3 separate regions of the Mus musculus genome follow, and regions 1 and 3 are each linked to region 2. The links are chromatin contacts, called in public HiChIP or PLAC-seq maps. All regions are on one chromosome and are shown on one strand. The core of a region is the stretch at or near the end of the contact, and the rest is flanking DNA. Distances in the headings are between cores, read along the strand shown. Region 1 overlaps Ndst3 (N-deacetylase/N-sulfotransferase (heparan glucosaminyl) 3). Region 2 has its middle 46 kb from the start of Tram1l1. Region 3 overlaps Ndst3 (N-deacetylase/N-sulfotransferase (heparan glucosaminyl) 3).

Evidence for each region. HiChIP or PLAC-seq counts read pairs in DNA pulled down with a chosen protein or histone mark.
Region 1: an H3K4me3 HiChIP or PLAC-seq map of embryonic basal ganglia shows a contact between it and region 2, with 7 times the contacts expected there. The contact joins two enhancer-like sites. A contact is called at or near these places in 1 of 15 datasets of contacts at CTCF or cohesin (the NIH/3T3 cell line), 1 of 484 Hi-C or Micro-C datasets (the C10 cell line) and 2 of 115 datasets of contacts at active chromatin or transcription factors (embryonic basal ganglia and large pre-B cells).
Region 3: an H3K4me3 HiChIP or PLAC-seq map of embryonic basal ganglia shows a contact between it and region 2, with 8 times the contacts expected there. The contact joins two enhancer-like sites. A contact is called at or near these places in 1 of 15 datasets of contacts at CTCF or cohesin (the NIH/3T3 cell line), 1 of 484 Hi-C or Micro-C datasets (cortical neurons), 3 of 115 datasets of contacts at active chromatin or transcription factors (embryonic basal ganglia, embryonic fibroblasts and embryonic stem cells) and 1 of 9 other capture datasets (embryonic stem cells).

What each region holds. Positions count from the first base shown.
Region 1 is chr3:123,644,331-123,647,099 of GRCm38.p6, forward strand. All of the region lies in intron 1 of Ndst3 (N-deacetylase/N-sulfotransferase (heparan glucosaminyl) 3), which reads right to left. Among named protein-coding and RNA genes, the nearest start is that of Ndst3, 27 kb to the right of the region's middle. Within about 2 kb of position 1,436, at least 12 of the 459 cell types and tissues checked have an H3K27ac peak or open chromatin away from gene starts, as enhancers often do. A contact at or near this core is called in embryonic basal ganglia, where this site is marked.
Region 2 is chr3:124,273,788-124,276,487 of GRCm38.p6, forward strand. No RefSeq gene overlaps it. Among named protein-coding and RNA genes, the nearest start is that of Tram1l1, 46 kb to the right of the region's middle. Within about 2 kb of position 1,319, at least 27 of the 459 cell types and tissues checked have an H3K27ac peak or open chromatin away from gene starts, as enhancers often do. A contact at or near this core is called in embryonic basal ganglia, where this site is marked.
Region 3 is chr3:123,554,007-123,556,837 of GRCm38.p6, forward strand. Ndst3 (N-deacetylase/N-sulfotransferase (heparan glucosaminyl) 3) reads right to left here. Exons shown (of 13, transcript NM_031186.3): 8 at 2,786-2,831. Among named protein-coding and RNA genes, the nearest start is that of Snhg8, 47 kb to the left of the region's middle. Within about 2 kb of position 1,450, at least 7 of the 459 cell types and tissues checked have an H3K27ac peak or open chromatin away from gene starts, as enhancers often do. A contact at or near this core is called in embryonic basal ganglia, where this site is marked.

The DNA of each region.
Region 1 (2,769 bases), core at 186-2,685, 630 kb before region 2:
TTTTCCCTCCCTTCCTTCCTTCCTTCCTTCCTTCCTTCCTTCCTTCCTTCCTTCCTTCTTTCCTTCCTTCCTCCCTCCTCTCTTTCTTCCTTCCTTTCTTCCCTCCCTCCTTTCTTTCTTTCTTTCTTTCTTTCTTTCTTTCTTTCTTTCTTTCTTTCTTTCTTTCTTTCTTTTAAATTCTTTTATTTACATTCCAAATGTTACCACCTTTCTTGTCCCCCTCTGAGAGTTATTCACCCCATCTCCCCTCTCCTTTGACTCTGAGAGGGTGGCCCCTACCCACCTACCCATCCTCACCTTATCTCACCTACAAGCATCCTTTTTCCCTGTGGCATCAAGTCTCTACACAATTAGATTGCATCCTCTATCACTGAGGCCAGACAAGTCAGTCCTCTGCTACATATGTGCTGGGGGCTACAGACCAGCCCATGTATACCCTTTGGCTGGTGGCTTAGTCCCTGGGAGCTCTGAGGGTGCTATTAGTTGATACTGTTGGTCCTTCTATGGGGTTGCCATCCCTGTCAGCTCCTTCCATCCTTCCCGTAACTCTTGCATAGGGGTCCCCGGCATATTTATGTTTTAGGAAAGGTCACTGTCATTTTTGAATCACTTCATTTTTCACATTATTCTGGTAGGACTTGTGATCTAGTTTCTGAGGACAGAACAAATGAAATTCTATAAACTGATTGCAAGGGAAGATGTTAAAGAAGTTAATGAAAAAATTGGGTGAGGGAAGAATAAATCAGCATTAAAAAGAAAAAAACCCATAGACATATTCAAATTAGGATGCAGGGAGAAAAGAAGGCTCCTTTCTCCTTTTGTCTGCTCACTGTGCTTGCATGAGAATTAATGTCGCACCATAGGATTCTAAGTCACACTGCTAATTGACTCACATTTAGCGGATGTCTACTACACGTCATATCTTTTGTTAGTTGCTGGGATAATCAAATTAAATCTGTCACTCAGTGACAGGATGTTTGGAGGAGAAAATGAGATTTTTTTTTTAAAGAAAGATCTTTTTTTTTTTTAATGCTTTAACTGAACAAATGTATAAAGTTATTTCACCGTAATTTAAAATAAAATTCCGGGGAAATTGTTCACACTGTCAAGTGGCATCCTCGAGTGAATTGCAGGAGTCAACGTAATTTAGATGCCAATCCTTCTCCTGGAGCTTCATCCACAGGCCTTCTCATCACCAGGGAGTTAGGACAAGGACACCGAGGCTTTGGCTTTTCCTGTCTGCCCACCCCCGACCCCGTCATATCAGAATCTTTTATGTCTTCCTTTATACAGTACATTACCAGAGACACTTTTTTTCTGAAACAAGGAAAAGCCCTAACACCTGTCCACCGGTACCCCTATAGCCCCGAGCAGCAGGCATCCTGTGTCTTCTACTGCACATCTGTTTCTTCACCAGACTGGCCAGCCTCGAAGACGTTACTATGCTTCCACTGAGCGTAAGAGGTTCCGGAGCCAGGGATCTGCTTGCTTCCTCAGCTGCACAGTGTCCAGAGGAAATGAGGTAGATGCCCAGAAACATCAGTTGAGTGCATTCACTGATCTCTGTGATTTCCGGTCTGGGCATATTAGGTCTGACCCTGCAGTGCAGTTCTAGGTTCAAACCAGTGAGGCTGCCAGTTTTGGAGGGACCCCAGTTTGGGGGTTAAAATCAAAACAAACAAGAATCCAAGAGGCTATTCAGAAAGACAAGGCGCAGCATGGTTCCTAGATGGAAGTTTCCTGGACTGATCCCAGTTCTCAGGACACTGAGATGTTTCCCTCTGGCCAAGTATCTTTCCTGAGGTGGCTTTCTTGTAGAAAAAGAAAAGAAGAAGAAAAAAAGAGGGAAGTGTGACTCTTTCTATTTAATTGACTTAGAGTTTGCAATACTGTGACTCCACAGTGTTAAAGGAAACGATGACAGAGGTATGTCACTTACAGTCCAGGTAGAAATAGTCACAGCACTCTGAGTACCGACCGGCTGCGCATGGCTGTCCTTCAGCAGACACGGTGAGGGCAGAGGACCCCTGCTACTGCTGGAAGGGAAAGAAAGGCCTGGGACCTCTTTCATAAAGATGGCCTCCTCCATTTTCTCACTGGATATGAATATCTAGAACCTAACTAGAGAGTTCTTTGCTTGTCTAAGAAAAAGTCAGATTAATGACAGTCACTCAGCAACGTGCTAGAGCCCAAGACCTTACCAATGGCCAAAGGTAGTGTTTTCCACATTGTCAGAGGCAGAAGTAGGAAGCAGAGACTCTGGAAATGCTATCTGTCAGCATTTTTGAAACCTCAGAGCCACCTTTAGTGACACATCTCTTCCAACAAGGCCACAACTCTTAGTCCTTCCACTAACTGGGGACCAAGTATTTATGTATGGAAGCCTATGGGGGCCATTCCCCCTCAAACCACTGCAACAGTTATGATGCTTCCTTTTATTTATTACTGTTTGTGTGTGTGTTGTGTATGATGTGTTTGCACGAGAGCAGCAAGTATGTGCAAGGAAACATGTGGAGATCAGGAGGCAGCCTTTTGGAGTTGTTTCTCCTTTCATGAGGGTTCCATGGATCAAGCTTAGGTTGCTAGACTTGTCAATATTCACTTTCACTTGCTGACCCAACTTTCCTTGTTGAAACAAGGTCTCTCACTAGGACCCAGGGCTCACTGATGAGCTCAGGGTCTCATCCTATTTCTAAGCTCTAGGCTACAAGTCCCACCATCACACCTGGCTTCTGTATGATGCTGTTTGAACTTAGGTCTTGCCTGGCA
Region 2 (2,700 bases), core at 69-2,568:
ATTGCATGGTGTCTTTTAAAGTTAACATATATATATATATATATATATATATATATATATATATATATATATATATATCCATTCATGTGTGTGTGATATGCATACTACAGTGTGGATGTGCACAGCAGAGTATGGATTCAGGGTGTCACTTTTCACTTTCCACCCTGTTAGAGGCAAGGTCTCTCTTGTTTCTGTGACTGCCTGTAGATGAACACTGTAGCATTTACCTTCTTACATAGGTGCTGGGCTCTGATTTCAGGTTGTCGAGTTTGCCCAGAAAGTACTTTGCCCCACTAAGCCCGCTCTCTGGCTCCAAATCAGCAATGGACTTTTAATTTCTCTATACTTTTCTGCTTGTAATTCTTAATGCTGATTATTGAAGTGACAGGACCCAGAATCACCAGGAAAACAAAACTGTGAGTGTGCATAAGGGGTTTGTAGATTGGGCGAGCAGAACTATCCTCACTACAGGCAAGACCCACAATGCCATAGGCTAGAATCCTCCAGTGAGTGAAAGGTAGAAAGCTGAGTAACAGTGGTCCCTGCGCCCTGTTTTGTGACTGCAGATGCAGTGAGACCGACCGCTGCCTTGTATTTCTGCGCCATGTTTGCCCTGGTGGTGCACTGGACCCTCAGACTGTGAGCCAAACTAGACCCTTCCGTCCTTAAGTTGTCATGCATTGTGTTCACAATATTAAAACTGTAGTACACTGCTGTGTATGGATAGGATATTTTCTTTGTCTCTGATTCTCAAAAAATTGTATAAGACCCAAAATACCCGTCTTAAGACTATGGACAGATATAGTTTACATTTTAACTTACCAACTTCTAACATATTTCTTTGAGTTTAAAAAAAAATACGCTTGATACTCTTCTTCTTAACAGAGATTGATGATAAAATATTCACTTTATTTCATTTATTTTAAGGGCTCTTTAATTTATTTGTCAGAATTTATTTAATATTTTCTATTATCTTTCATAATTTAATATGAAATCACTAACATACTTTTCAGTTTATTTCCATTTCAGGATGTTCTTAGTATATTATGAAGTGGAACTTTAATGATATGTCTATTTCTTCTGAATTATTGAATGTCTCTCCGGTCTTTCATTTTGGGATTTTTGCGGAGTTAGTATTTTATGAAGATAGATTTTTATGAAGATGAATTAAGGGTCGTCAAAACTGCCTTCATCTACCCCCTGTGCGGATCGTAGAAAGCAGAATATTAGATTGGAAGCTTCCTTCTGAGTTAGAAGGTCCCGCAGCATCAAAATCCTCTCTGTGTGATCTGAGAATTCTGCGGAAGCATTTTCTGCTTTAAAACCAGCTCCTGTTTCCCTGGGGTTTCCAGCCGCGATTGCAAATGCGGTTCCTGGAGCTACATTGCCCCCATGCGACCGAACAGGAGAACGGCACAAAAAATGAAACCTTTGGTTTTTGTGTTTGTTTGTTTGTTTGTTTGTTTTTAGATATTTTCTTTATTTACATTTCAAATGTTTTTCCCTTTCCTGATTTCCCTTCCGAAAATCCCTATCCCATCCCACTCCCCTTGCTCACCTCCAAACCCACTCCCACTTCCTGGCCCTGGCATTCCCCTACACTGGGGCATTGAGCCTTCACAGGACCAAGGACCTCTCCTCCCATTGATGACCGACTAGGCCATCCTCTGCTACATATGCAGCTGGAGCCATGGGTCCCTCCATGTGTGCTCTTTGGTTGGTGGTTTAGTCCTAGGGAGCTCTGGGGGTACTGGTTGGTTCATAGTGTTGTTCCTCCTATGGGACTGCAAAACCCCTTCAGCCCCTTGGGTCCTTCCTGTAGTTCCTTCATTGGGAACCCTGCAGAGCAATTTTTAAAATATGTATTTTTACATTTCCTTAAATCAGTGTATAATGTATTAGATAGGATATAGTGTACTAGGCAGGACATTTTCAGGTAGCATGTGTTTTTGTGATTCTCTGTCTGCCTCTCTCGAAACAGCCTGTTCTCTCCGTGTAGCAATCCCCGCCACCCCCCTCCCACCCCAACTTTTTAGCTTATTCTCCATCATTCCTGACCAACTCATGTTACCGTTTTGAGGTTTTCTTTCTAGAATTTGGAATTTACCCCCCCCCCCCACACACACACACACATCTGTTTACATATATACAAGTAGACATTAAAGGCTTGGGTGTGAATACGGGAGAGAACATGGGTATTTTTGTCTTTCTGAGTTTGGGTCACGTCGCTCAGCATATTTTCTCTTTGATTTCACACTGGGAAGCTGCCATTCAGTGAGAACCGCGTGCCCACACTGGAAAAGTGAGTCGCAAACACCCCGTGTCATTTACTTTGATTGAGGACATTTGTGGAGAGGTTTACTGTTCGGTGGGTAGAATTTTTCTGTACTAGCTTTAAAATCCTAACTAGGTTTTTTGTTTTTTTTGGGGGGGGTCTTTTTTGTTTGTTTGTTTGTTTGTTTTTGTATTCTTGGGCAGCTCAAGTCTTTCTGAGCACCGATCCAACGCTACAGGCTCCCACTCACTGCATCCTCGGTGTGTGAGTCCACGATACTCTTTGTTTCAGTAAACATTTGCTTTCGTTCAACATGGAATTGGTCAGATTTGGTCATGTACCTATATCTGTACCAATACAATTTTATTGTTCTTCCTCTTTACAAACCATGACCGTATTTTTATCTGGAATCTTACAGCTAGCAC
Region 3 (2,831 bases), core at 200-2,699, 720 kb before region 2:
TTTGGCCTTATTTTGAAACTTTTACTGCTTCGAGAGGCTGGGTTATCATGAGTGTCTGTTGGCTACAAGCTTATCTCAAACCTGCTTCTGAAAAACCGTCCAAAAAGTAATGAATAAAAAGGACAGAGGTGCTGATATTAGATAGCTTTTAACAGCGAAAGACACCCACTTTCCCATCTGTCTTTTATACGTGTAACAGTTCAGGCTTTGAAAAGCCCTTACAGTCCTCTGGGATATTAGATCTATGCTGCTGATTTTCTCTAGTCTCAGAGACTCGCACAGAAAATGGGCTCTTGTTTGACCATATTTTCATATTCTCTAGGAGTTGGAGAATGCAGATAACTTGAGAGATATTTGATTTGCAAACTAATAAATGTAAGAGATTCTGCTCCACATTTCCAGAACAGGACCTGAAGTTTCACCAGGTAAGATCACTCTTGGAGATTAAGTATTTAGGACAGACAAAGAATCAGCAAGCATATTACAGTGACTTAATTTTAGGGATTATATATGAATGCAGCTCCCTCAAGCCACAGGCTTCTGAAAAGCCTAAGAATTCAGCAGAAAAAAATAATTTAAAAAAAATCTACTTTTTGTAGTACTCCATATTTATTTGTGGTTTGCATTGTCACTGAATAGCTTCTAGTTTCTTCAGTTTTTTTCTTGTCTGCATGTGATATATGTGCATGCACTGTGTGTATGTGTGTGCATGTGTGTGTGTGTGCATGTGTGTGTGTATGTGTGTGCGCGCACGCGTGCATGCATGTGTGTGCTTAACCCTTCATGCATATGTGGAAATCAGAGAATGATGCTGGTGTCTTCTTTATTATTTTCTCCATATTAATTTTTTTGGAGACATTCCTTCATAGAACAGGTAGCTGGTCATTTAAGCTAGACTATGGGCCAGCATGCCCTCAGGTCCTCTCTCCTTCCATCTCTAACAAGTTCCTTTCACAGTGAGACACCTTTGCCCAGCTCTGATCCTGAGAATTTTCAGTTGATTGTACTCAAAGCCAGATTATAACTGTCCAAGTTCCAAAAGATAACAGGGCTCTATGACTGTCTACACATGATTCTAGCTCTCCTCTACATCCTAGGCATTAGAAAAGAATGTTAAATCATAAATCATAAAGCATAAAACATATAATCAGGATTAAGTCAGATGTTCTCCTGAGACATTTTCAATATCGGCTTTGGCTACTTTGTCTAAGATGGCATTCAAAAGGTTTCATTTGGTCTAATTTGTTTGTACCCTATTCATACACTTAGACTGCTTATCAGTTAAGGCAGTCCTAAAACAAAAGCAGATCCATGCACCTAGATTAATTGTGTGTAAGCAAATTGTTAAAATGGCCCCCGAACTATGAGGCACATGGTCTTCAGCCCTGTGGAATCAACATCCTCAAAGCACAGCTGATGGGGTGATGTTTCCCAGGGAGGCATGGCAGTCTGCCGGAGGACACATTGGATGCTGCTGAGAACAAAGCTGTAATTACAGTTACAAAATGACTCAACAGTTACCATTATCTATTATTTGCATAAATTGCCTTTTATAATGTGTAATTTGTCAATCAAAAGTATCTGAGGGATGCTTTTGGTGAGCTGTATTCAGATCTATGAGGCATTTTGCCTTTTCCCATTTATTTACTCATGGTTTGCGGTGCCGAGGACTGAACCCAGGCCCTGCATATACTAGGCGTCACTCTTCCACCGAGCTACAACCCTGACCCTGAGTTATATTTAGTTATTTGTGTCACCTTCTTGTACACTGTTTGGAGAATTTTTACTTTTTATTACAGTATTGACACATTTATGATCAGAAGGGCTTTGTTGATATAATTGATGAAAAAAACGGATTATTTTTAAGTTGCAGGAATGCCAAGATTTTGCTAGGATTTACTTCTAAAGAAGGTTTCCTCCCTTCTTCTCATTTTGTCCCAATGTTGATGTTCTGTTCTACTTGAGAACGTGGTGACAGAGGTTGAAGTAGTTGCTAGCTTATTTAACACTGCACAACTAGTTAATAATACCCAGCACTGTGTAGACGAATTGGCCATGAACTGTGGGACAATTAGAATACAGCTTCTATAGATGCTCAAGTGATACTCACCCATTAGTCTTCCTATAGATTAACCACAGGGACCTCCCAGTAGAGTTGATCTTTAGAAAATGACATCATGCAACAAGCCTGACCACAGAGGCTTTATTACTATATTGTAGAATATTACGTTACGTTATACATATAATCTATATTACTTCTTCTGATTTTAACCATTTTCTTCAGATACTTAACATCATATTTTCATTTTAACTCAAAGGTAAAAAAATAGTTTTTTTAATTTATAACTTTAAATTGTTTTATAGCTTTCATAATTCATGAAATAAACATCCATTTCCATTTCTAGTTACTTCTTGCTGATTTCATCAAAACATGACAGAGAACGATGTATTCAGACCACAGCATCACTCCATCAAAGGTGCACAAGGGCAGAGTGACATTCCTGGGGCTTACACTTGTTCTCTGAATGCACATCTGCAGTTCCCTTCAAGGATAATTAACACCAACCAACATGTGGCTCTCCCAAGGCAAGAAGCCCTCCTATTAACTGGAGAGCCTTGGTATGAATGACTTTTGTGCTTTTTTTTTGCTGTTCAGTCAGTTTGTAATATGTGTGGCATGAATGTTATCTGTAGTCACAAACTTCGGTGTTTCTAAATATTAGCACTAAGTTTATACTGTGCATGGTACATATAGTTTTAGATTTATACTAATAACCCATCTTACCAATCAATCCCCCTGTGGTAGTTATTTCTATTAAAGAACTGTACCT